Regions from separate parts of the Ovis aries genome. Here region 1 is linked to region 2. Evidence: chromatin contacts called from public Hi-C data. All regions are on one chromosome and are shown on one strand. The core of a region is the stretch at or near the end of the contact, and the rest is flanking DNA. Distances in the headings are between cores, read along the strand shown.

Evidence for each region. Hi-C and Micro-C count contacts between places; a contact is called where the count stands out from the background.
Region 1: a contact with region 2 is called in a Hi-C map of hypothalamus, with 4 times the contacts expected there. The contact joins two enhancer-like sites. A contact is called at or near these places in 7 of 16 Hi-C or Micro-C datasets (blood, hypothalamus, liver and 3 more).

The regions. Positions count from the first base shown.
Region 1 is chr15:44,806,036-44,811,419 of ARS-UI_Ramb_v3.0, forward strand. The region is part of intron 3 of PPFIBP2 (PPFIA binding protein 2); the gene reads right to left. Among named protein-coding and RNA genes, the nearest start is that of PPFIBP2, 65 kb to the right of the region's middle. Within about 2 kb of position 2,461, at least 21 of the 54 cell types and tissues checked have an H3K27ac peak or open chromatin away from gene starts, as enhancers often do. A contact at or near this core is called in hypothalamus, where this site is marked.
Region 2 is chr15:44,753,220-44,758,718 of ARS-UI_Ramb_v3.0, forward strand. It overlaps PPFIBP2 (PPFIA binding protein 2), which reads right to left. Exons shown (of 26, transcript XM_042233096.1): 7 at 4,057-4,149. Among named protein-coding and RNA genes, the nearest start is that of OVCH2, 98 kb to the left of the region's middle. Within about 2 kb of position 3,987, at least 6 of the 54 cell types and tissues checked have an H3K27ac peak or open chromatin away from gene starts, as enhancers often do. A contact at or near this core is called in hypothalamus, where this site is marked.

The DNA of each region.
Region 1 (5,384 bases), core at 1,211-3,710, 51 kb after region 2:
TTTTATATTGTAATTAACTCAATCCACAAATAGCACTCTAAAGGCATAGGATCAAACCCATAGCTGTGCCCCCTCACTCAGAAGCCCACCCAGCCAGAGGCTCCTCACAGTGAGTCACAGAGGGGCTTTGGGGGATCAGACAGGCTCTTGACTACATCCGTAAAATGTATACAAAGCACTATGAGTATGTATAAATCACTATTTCTCTGAAATAGTTTTCATCAGATCATCAAAATGATCCATGACTCCCAAAAGATTGAAAGCCTGGGTTTTAGCCCATCTAAGTAGTTACTTGGAAAGGATTAGGCTGCCCTTATTAAGCATGGTGGGGGTGGTCCCACTTCTACTGTACTGCCCTGCGAGGCAGAGCCTCAGGGACTCCCTGGATCCATCACTAAAGGGAGAAGTCTTCAGGAGCCACACAGGATACACCAATAAGATTCATTACGGTAACCCTATAGCCCTCAGAGCCTTCCCAAAAGCAAGTCAAGGTCAGTGAGACTCAATTCATTACTGTCTGGAACATGAGGCAGCCAGCTGAAGGCAAAGAGCAGGCACCTGATCATTTGCGGGAGTGAAAACACACCTATGAGGCCAGAGCCATCAGTGAATTCATCCCAGGGTCCAGCGGGGAGACCTCAGGAGAGCTGCTTATCTGGCTGGAATCCCACGTATGCGGGAATGACTGTGGATGGAGTTCTGAGATTTGCTCCTCCTGCTGGTGGCCAGGAATCAGGCACAACTATGGACAGAGAAGGGTCATGAGCTAGTCAGCTGACCTCTGGCCTGCATCCTGAGCTCCAGCTCAGGGCTGAGCCTTGGCCTCTGGGCCATGATGATAGGTGCCAGGACACCCTGATACATCAAACACAGGCTTATGTCCTTCAGCAGGCATGCTGCACCGTGAGCCTACCTCTGGGAGAGGAAGGGACGGCCTGAGGACCGTGGGTGGTCCTTTGGGCTGCAAGGTCCTGCTTGTGCAACAGCATCCTGGCCCCATAGCCCAGGTACCCACAGTGTCCAGGCATGAAGACCCGTCTCCAAAATGGGTAACAGAAGGGGCGGCACACTCTGCCTGTAGAGGGCCAGATGGCAAACGTTTCAGGCTTGCGGGCCATATGGTTTGTTACAGTCGACTCTCTCATTTACAGCACAAAAGCAGCCACAGCTAATGTGGAAGCCAGTGAGGGTGGCTGTGTTCCAGTGACACTTTATGTGTGTGTGTGAACAGTAAGATTTAAATTTCACATCATTTTCACATCACAAATTAGTCTTCTTGTGATTTCCCATCAATCACTGGAAATCACAAAAAATCATGCTTGGCTTTCAGGGAATAACAGATAGGCAGCAGACCAAATACAGACCCTAGATTGCTGACCCCCGGGTGAGGATGATGTCTCTCTATAATGAATCTCCAGGGACAGAGGGCACTCTTGTAAAAATGCAGATTCAGGCCCAGCAGGTTGGGAATCGGGCCCGAGACTGGGCATCGCTAACAGTCTCCCCATCCTGCCAGTCTTAATGACTATATTTGAGGAGTAAAAGGAAACTATTTTCAGAAGTTCCTTGGAGCACAGGCTACTGAGCAGTTTGCCTGAAGTACGACTCCTCCTGAACCTTCCTACCTGCCTGAAAGGGCAGGACGCCCAGCGCTGTGACTCTGGCATGCCCTCTTTGCAGGCAGAGGGTGGGCGGGTGTCTACATGCTCAGACCTCAGGTCATGCTAACCCGGCAACACCGCCCACCATGTCCCCTGGGCCCGGAGCAGGAAACTGAGCGGGGAAGGATTTATTTGCTCTCCCACCAGTGTTTGCACATTCTTGCTCATTTATAAACATTGGTTCTTAGGGGCTGAACTAGTCTCGAGTCAGGTCTGAAAGAATCCAGATCTCCAGAATTTTAGTAAGGTGCAATTACTTGGAAGAGGGCAAAAAAAAAAAAAACACCCAAATTCAGGAAAATTAAAACTGCTAAGTTTGCAATGGCTAAAGGCCCCAGTTTGGGGTGTTATGCCAGGAAAAAAAAAACTTTCAAAATCCCCAAGGTATAGGAAACCTCTCTAGGACAGGGCCTGAAAAACACAGGTCAGGAAATGGAGAGCCATCCTAAGTAATAGTGTGCTAGTAAAAGGCACTGGGATTAAAGGTGTCTGGAGAGAGCTTCTTAGCTTTGATAATGGAAGGTCAGACCTCTGCTCCCAGGACCAGCAGTCATCCCTCTGGTCTCCTCCCCCAAGGAGAAGGGCGGGGGCACAAGCAGTGGAGGCATCCCAGGCCTATCCTTTGTCCACTGGCTTCCAAGGAAAATAATTCTTTTTGCCAGCTGACTCAGGTACACTGTCCAGCAACTTCACTAATGAGAGGAGCTTATGTCCTCTTTCAACGTGGCTGGCTGGGGGTGAGCGGAAGCAGGCAGTTATTTTTCTCACAAAGCGGGTTCCTGAGCTTTAGACTTTCCAGCATTTGTCCCTGACTCCCACCTAGTGGCTTTTTCCAGTACTGCACAGAGACAAGGGCCCTCCTCCAACCCGCACACCAGGCATCAGGAGAGAGGACAGGAGAGAAAGTACCTACAAGTCTGAGCTCTCAAGTTCACACCTATAGCAGGACACACACTGGAAACTGACTCACAAAGCCTTCATTTTTTTTTTTTTTTAATGAAAAACAATCACCAAATTTCCCCTTTTCTAACATCCAGAAAGCCAACATTTTCCTATATAATTCCTGCCTGTAACTTTTCAAAATGAACGCATTTGCCACACAAATACCCCATCCATCCATCTCTCACTCCAGGCCCTAGGTGGAGGACAGAGATACAGAGAATTGCAGGGCAAGCTGACGGCTTATAATTCATAAAACAGCTTCCTCCATCCTTTTTTTTCTCCCCCTAAACTCTGGCTTTTCAATATGGTGAACAGATTTGCTCCTCTGGCCAGAATGAAAGACTGCAGGCTGACTCTGGCAGGAACGCAGGGGCTTTGTTTGAGGAGCCGCCATCTGTGACAAGGTGGCTGAGCGGATGGGGGCTGGTGGGGGGTGGCCATGTGCCCTCCTGGGTCTGGTTTATTTCCTTATTTCTGGAGAATCTGGTTAAGAAGGTAACTGAGGGCACATGAATATCTGATATATAGACGGACAGAGGTGAGACCTAAGATGGGATTCACCTCCCCGGACCAGCTGAGCAGGCTCAGAGGAGGCTCCCCGGTCAGGGCATCCCATTTCACCGCTCCAGAGATGACGGCTTTGGCTGAGCCCTGACATGGAGCAGCTATACCAAGAGAGGTTCCCTAATTTGTCTCTACTTTGCAAACTTAAAGGTCCAGACTGAGGGACTTCTCTGGTGGTTCAGGGACTAAGAATCCACACTCCCAATGCAGGGGGCCCAGGGTTCAATCCCTGGTCAGGGAACTAGATCCTGCATGCCGAAACTAAGACCCAGCACAGTTAAATAAATAAATATATTTTTAACAAAAGTCCAGACTGAGGAAGGCAGGGACTGATGGTTACCAGGGGGCTGCTCTAAAGCCCTTAAACTGCAGAACTGGAATGCGTGGCCAGATCCTACAGAGGTATTGTCAAACCAGCTGTCATTTCCGGTAGGGAAACTGAGTCCCAGAGGAGGGAAACGAAGTCCACTCACATCCACATGAGGGTGGCATAGAGCTGGCCTTTTGGCTCATCCCTCCCTCCCACACTGCCTCACCTGGTCCATTCCCTTCCACCTGCCTGAACACGCTGAGCAGGACACCTGCAGCCTGGCCAAGGAGAGCCTGGGTTCCCCTGGGAGGCCAGGCCTGTTCCATGAACCCCACTTCCAGAAAGTAGCACAGAATACAGTCCCTCTGGAGGGTCTCTGCCAAGCTCTCCCCTTACCCACCCTCCCCTCTGCTGCTTCTGGGTTTGTCTTTGCTCAGACTTTAGTCCCTGAAACCTCAGGTTTTCACCAAAAAATCCCGTGGACCCACATCTGAAGTGATTAAACAGTGGGACAGTCCGATGCCTTGTGGATGAAGAATGTGTGTACCCGGCTATTAGAGAAGCCCCCAGAGATGCTCCATCTGGAGACTCTGCTGGCTCTAGTATTGCTTGGGCACCTCCCAGGAACCAGGCTCACTGGGTCTAATCACCCCTCCCTTTCTCACTCAGTTCAGTTCAGTCGCTCAGTCATGTCTGACTCTTTGCAACCCCATGGACTGTGGCACACAGGCTTCCCTGTCCATCACCAACTCCCAGAGTTTGCTTAAACTCATGGACATTAGGTTGGTGACGCCATCCAACCATTTCATCCTCTGTTGCCCCCTTCTCCTCCTGCCTTCAATCTTTCATAGCATCAGAGTCTTACTGGTTGGCTTCTCACTAGTTGGCTGTTTCCAGCTCCTTATGGGCTCCACTCCCCCTGAGAGCTTCACCCCTAGGTCACCACAAGCTTACCTGCACGGAGGGGAAAGAGGCGGCCTCTTTTTGGAACTCGCCTCCATTCCCGTCACAGCAGAGATGCTGTAGCCTTCTGGCATGGGCCTCAGCTTCATCTCCTGAAAGTCCTGACCCTGAGCTTGGCCTGGTCTGCCAGCCATGAAAGAGGGTCTCAATCTTATACTGTCAAAGGCTGGCCTCATTGATGCTACTCTGCAGGCCAGGCTCCATGAAGCCTGCTTGTCTTGGACTTCAGGAACCTTTCCTGTACAAAAGCCCTGTCCAAAGCTCCGTGGTGTGCCACCAACTTTGAGGATAAGCCCAGAGTTCAGACACAGATACTGAAACTGTGCCCCACAGAGTTTACAGAAGCTAATAATAGAAATTCCTGAATTTGTCTTATAGAACAACACATAAGGGAATAGCTTGTTAAAACTCTTTTGCTTATAAACTGCCCTCCTTGATTAAGCTGACTTGGTCTATTTCTTTCCTTCTATTTTCCTCCCTTTAATAGCATATCTTTCCAGCTTCACGCAGCCCAGCTATTTTCCAATTACTTGGAATCATTACCTGACCAGCATGAGCTGGGCAGGGGCTGGTTGGCACCAGCCTAAAGCTGAGTCTGTGCAGATGTCTGAATGAATGGCCTTTTGACGTCAGAGGATTGGAGAACTCCACCCTCAGATGATGCTAAGGGTCTCCATCTCCAACATGCGGAAACGTGAGTCCAGACGCACCTGCACAGAACACGGATTTCCTCACAGTCACCTCTCCCCTAAGACCACCCTGCTCATCCCATAAACACTCCAGCTCCCTCACCTTCAGTGAGGCAGATCTGAGACAGAGTCTCCTGTCTTCTCAGCTACCTTGAGAATAAACTCTTTCTTGGCTGTAAACTGTGGTACCTCAGTGTTTGACTTGCTGTGTGTCAGACAAACAGATCTGGTTGGGCAACAGTACTGTTCCTTTCC
Region 2 (5,499 bases), core at 2,737-5,236:
CCATCCTAAGAGATACACTGGCTTTGGAGTCAAACAAACTTGGATTCTCTCATTTCCTAGCTGGGTAAGTGGTTTAGCTTTTCTGAGTCTTGGTTCATCTACAAAGCCAGGAGCATAGCATTTAGCTCATGAGCTCTAGTAAGGAGTAAATATGATAATGGTTACAAACAACTTAGCCTCATGCTTGGTAGACAGTAAGTCCTCATCAATGCTACTTCTATGCTGTTCTCATCCTATTCCTTCCCTTATGGGTAGCTAGTTAGTTCTCTGAGCATCAAGTCAGACTAAGAAAGGGGTGAGAACTGACTCCCAGCCAGACAACAGCACACACAGCAACAGCTTCTACTCTGAGCACCCCTCCCCCATGGTAGCCCAATGGTGTCCCACCTTAATTGTGCAAGGTTATGTCATGGAGCTGTCCTTTCATGAGGTCATCTTTGAACAACTCAAGTAACCAAATGAGCACAGGCCTGTTGGTGGCTCTTCCACCAAACATTCCTGTGTTCAGTTTCAGGAAACATGGACAGAGTGTCCACTTTCCATTGACTCTGTGCTCATTGCATTCTTACACCAACTCTCACAGGAAACCAAGGGATGAAGAACTATCCCTGTACATCACTGGGGAGAAAGCAGGAGCAGTGAAGGATTCGACTAAGGATAGACAGATGACGGCTGCCCTTATGGGGCTAGGGCACCCAGAGCCTTCCTCCAAGGGTCTGGACAAATCTTAATGTCCCCTAATTGGGACCATGTGAAAACAAAGAGGTGGTAAGGAGTGGTTTCCTTACCCGAAGTCCCTACAGAGCACTGTCCCTCTGCTTGGTTTCCACCCACAGAGTACGGAGACCTGAGGCCAGATGTGCCAAACGGTTTGTGGAGACTTGCAGTCAGGTGGCAGCTTCTCACAGCTAACTCAGGGCCTTGGAGCCCATGGGCTTATAATTAATGGTGACAGTGGCTTCAGAAAACATTAGCGTGTGCATGCGTGCCAGGTCTCTCTAGTAGTGTCCGACTCTGTGCGATCCTATGGACTACAGCCCGCCAGGCTGCTCTGTCCATGGGATTCTCCAGGCAAGAATACTGAAGTGGGTTGACATGCCCTTCTCCAGAGGATCTTCCTGACCCAGGGGTTGAACCTGCATCTCTTATGTCGTCTGCATTGGCAGGCGGGTTCTTTATCACAAGCACCACCTGGGAAACCCCTTAGCCCTGGGACTTGATCCAAATGCCTCTCATTTCTATAATGAAAAATGAAAGTATTAGCTCAGTCGTGTGCAACTCTTTGTGACCCCATTGACTATAGCCTGCCAGGTTGCTCTGTCCATGGAGTTCTCCAGGAAGAATACTGGAGTGAGTAGCCATTCTCTCCCTTCTCCAGTGGGTCTTCCTGAACCAGGGTTTGAACCTGGGGTCTCCTGCATTGCAGGCAGACTCTTTACTGTCTCATTTCCATAAGGGCCAGACTAATCTCGGAAGATAGTCTCTTAACTTTTCTTGCACCTTCTACACCCATTTCTCCCCTTCTTTGCAGATAAGGTGAAGTCTAGTTTCTGCTAGGAATCCACATGCCTGATTCTTGTCTGCAGGCCCCACAGTGGACACCAGTGATGTCCAGGGGCCTATCTATCATGGGAGAGCCCAGGTTCTTCTCTCTGAGGCCTCCGTCTGGGTGAGGTCATTTATTTACAACTCTACAGACCACCTGGCTGAGTGCCCCTCCCTGAATGCCAGTTCTCACAGAACAGGCCAGAAATGACAGGTGCTCTCTTATGCTTAGAGAGGTGTCTGTTCCAAAGCTGGGAAGTCTACAACAGTGCAGAGGCCCTGCATCTGACCATCAGAAAAAGTATGGTACTTCCATGGCCACTGAGACTGGAGTTGTGTGGCAAGAGGTTTGGGACAAAGTCATGCAGACCGGTGCCAAGCAGAGACGGGGTGCTCCACCTCCCTTAATGAAACCCAGGGACCAGGCCCTTATAGCCGCTGCACTGCTACCTTTAGGGACCGAGAAGCTTTGCACAGAAAACTAAAGAACTTTAACAAACAAGACAGGTTTCAATTGCAGGAAATTAGGATGACAGAATGACACAGACCCAGATCAAAACCTTGCCGTGGCCACTCTGAGCCTGTTTCCTCAGCAGAAAAATGAAGATAATAAATCAACACACCTCGCTGGGTTACTTCATGGCCCAAATGAGAAAACGTGTGCAAAGGGCTTGACACATCCTGGCACAAAGAGGGGTTCCAGACCTGGTGGTTATTAAATAACCCATAGTATCTCAAAGGTCTATGTGCCAAGGCAGAGCGCTTTGGTGATTTAAGAGCTACTTGGTTTTATAATAGAAGGCAGTATGTATAACTTAAAAGGTTTCACCAAGACAGGACTTGCTTGAGTGGATCAAGGTTCTGAGATGTTACAGAAACAGTGCTCCTAGAACTGGGGACTGGGATGCATAGAGCATACAAGGGACACTTAGATAAAGACAGACTAGATTGTCTAGTGCTGCTGCTGAATAGCTATAAGATCTGGGGAAAGTTACCTAACTATTCTGTGCCTCAGTTTCCTCATCAATAAAGTAGTTAAGAAAACTATTTACACTTATATATACATCAACATCACAGATATTTTTTTTTAAACAATATGGTATAAAATTGTGAATAAATTATCAATACCAAAAATTAACAGAGAGACCCCCCTTCCTCCAAAAAAAGAGAAATGCCTGGAAGGAAATATTAATAGTGGTTAACTCCTGGGTGGTATACTAGTGATTCTTACTCCTTTAAATTTTTGTGATTTAAAACTTATCTCTAATGATTATTATTGTTTTTATAATCATTTAAAGTTATAGAAAAATAAAACAAAGTATAAACTAGATGTTGGGGAAAAAAATTCTAAGATGAAAATGGGCTTCCCTGATAGCTCAGTTGGTAAAGAATCCTCCTGCAATGCAGAAGACCCCAGTTCGATCCCTGGGTTGGGAAGGTCTGTTGGAGAAGGGATAGGCTACCCACTCTAGTATTCTTGGACTTCCCTTGTGGCTCAGCTGGTAAAGAATCCACCCGCAGTGAGGGAGACCTGGGTTCGATCCCTGGTTGGGAAGATCCCCTAGAGAAGGGAAAGGCTACCCACTCCTGTATTCTGGCCTGGAGAATTCCACAGACTGCATAGCCCATGGGGTCTCCAAGAGTCGGACAGGACTGAGCGACTTTCACTTAGCAATAAGATGAAAATGCCTATGGGAGTACCTGGTGATGCCTGTGGGTGGCGCTGCAGAGCTCTTGGTGGAAAGGCAGGCATGTGTGCACCCTAGGTAGCCCAGTTCAGTTCCTCAGGCAAGAAAGTTGCTTCAGGGTTTTAAGGTTTCCTTCCCTTAACTCCAGATCGTCCTTCCTCTGCCCCCAAGGAAGTCTAACTCTGTATTTTAATGTGAAATTTCCTATTGCTTAAGTGCAAGCTAATTCAAAGTTTTAAAATACAATGTTCTGGCCAAGACAATAAATGTGTGGGCTGAATCCATTTCAATTAGTAGAGAAAATGAAAGAAGAAACAAAACAGGGAAGAATAACACTTATTTTGCAAAAATAATATATCACTGGTATCCTTTAAACAGCAGGCTCTTCAGTTCAATAGAAATATGGTTTGGTTTAAAAAAAAAAAAGACAAGTACATATTTTTAGGAATTGCTAAAAATAAAGCATGCCTCTTTTTAGAAACTGATTACTACAGGGACCGCTAAATTTAAAACAATGCAGCCAAGATAATGTTGGCATTCATCTGCCCTAAAACTCATCACTCATAGCGCCTCAGCCTGGGGGTTGCTGTGGGGCACAGAGACTTTGTGACTTTAGCAACTCAGAATCTTGGGGGCTTTCTCCAGGGGAAGAGCCCTCCTGGATTAGATCCATCTGCTTACACAATCTGCACACTGTTGCCTGTGCATACAATGGGGTCAATTCACATTTCTCAAGCGAAGGCTACTGCACACCCCAGGCTCAGACACAGACCCTCCCCACTGGGCTCAAAGCCTCTTCATGAACAGCAGGACTGCTTCTTACCTTGGTGGCCTTCAGTTTCCATTCGTACTGATTCCGTTCATTTTCCAACTCTTCCACCTTGATTTTAAGGTGCCGTAGCTCCTGCAGTAACTCCTAGACGAGTGAGCAAGACAGAGTTCTGATGGTTAAAGAGCAGGGTGTTGCCAGGATCTACAACCCTGCATAAGCACATGCACAGAGGATGACGCCAAGGCACGAGCCACCATCAGGCTCCGCACTGCAGCTGGCTCCGATCTTTAAAGATGGCCGGTCCTTGCTTCAGGAAGAGCTGTGTGCCCATTACAAAACAAAGGCCTGGAGTTTCAGACATAAGGAAGAGACAGTTTTTTCTTTTAGAATCTGCTCCCCTGCACCTTTCTAGCATCTGCATTCCCTGTCGGGGGTACCCAAACCATGCACACAAGTGTAAAGGGCAGGAGAGGTAGGGTTTGGGAGCAAGAGAAACAGAGATGCAAAAAACCAAACAAACAAATACAAGGCAGCTCCTTATGGACAAAGGGACGGGAAGCGTGCTAAGTGGGAGCATCTCTGCGCCTGGGAGTCAAGGAGCCTAAAGGGAGGGTCAGGGAGGAAGTGACAAGCCAGCAGGATAGAAATCAAACACTGCAAGGACAAATGCTAAAGTGTGACATGTAAAGGCTGGCCTGGCTGTTCTAGTTCAGAGGAGGGAGTTGGCTTGAAGAGAGGAGGAAGAGGGGAGGCGTCTAGGGAGAGGGCAGACAGGAAGCATGAGGGCAGACAGCCTGTTGGGCTGGAGCAGAGGATGGGCAGCTTTCAGTGGGAACTGAGGCCAGGAGATAAGGTGGGGCCTTACTGTAAAGGCTGTTGGATGAGAATATAAAGAATTCTGAAGCCATTCTTTAGATCGTATTATAGGAAGCCACTGAAGGTTGCTGAGTGGGAAGGTGATATTAAAACAACTTGCTGATGGTGGAGCTGGAAATCAGGCCTGTTATCTTCTGACCCCTGGGCCCCTGCTTTCTACAGTACCCCTTCAGTAAAGACATCACTGAGCACCCTTGTCCCAAACCTAGGGTCGTTTTAACAGACAAATGGTCCTGTTGATTGGTTTCATTCAGAAAAATTAGCATAAAGGTGATTACTTCCATAGACTTTCTGAACTCCAAACTCATGTAACTTTCCACTTAACATCTCCACATGGATGGCATCTGGGCCTCTTCCAACTGTCATCGCCCAGGTGGAACTCTCAGTTCCCCCTTTTAGATGTCCCTGTCTCACTAAATGGCATCTCCATCTTGCGCCAGAAACCCAGGATCCCTCCTTGGCATCTCTTTGGTCTTTCCACACTACATACGTAATCTACAGAGCCTTGTGAATTCTACCTTCACGGAAATTGCCTGAGTCTCTTGTTTATCTCCAGCTCTACTGTGGCTCCTCTGATCCAGCAGTCAGTGCTGACAGCCTGGACAGTCTCTGCCGGCT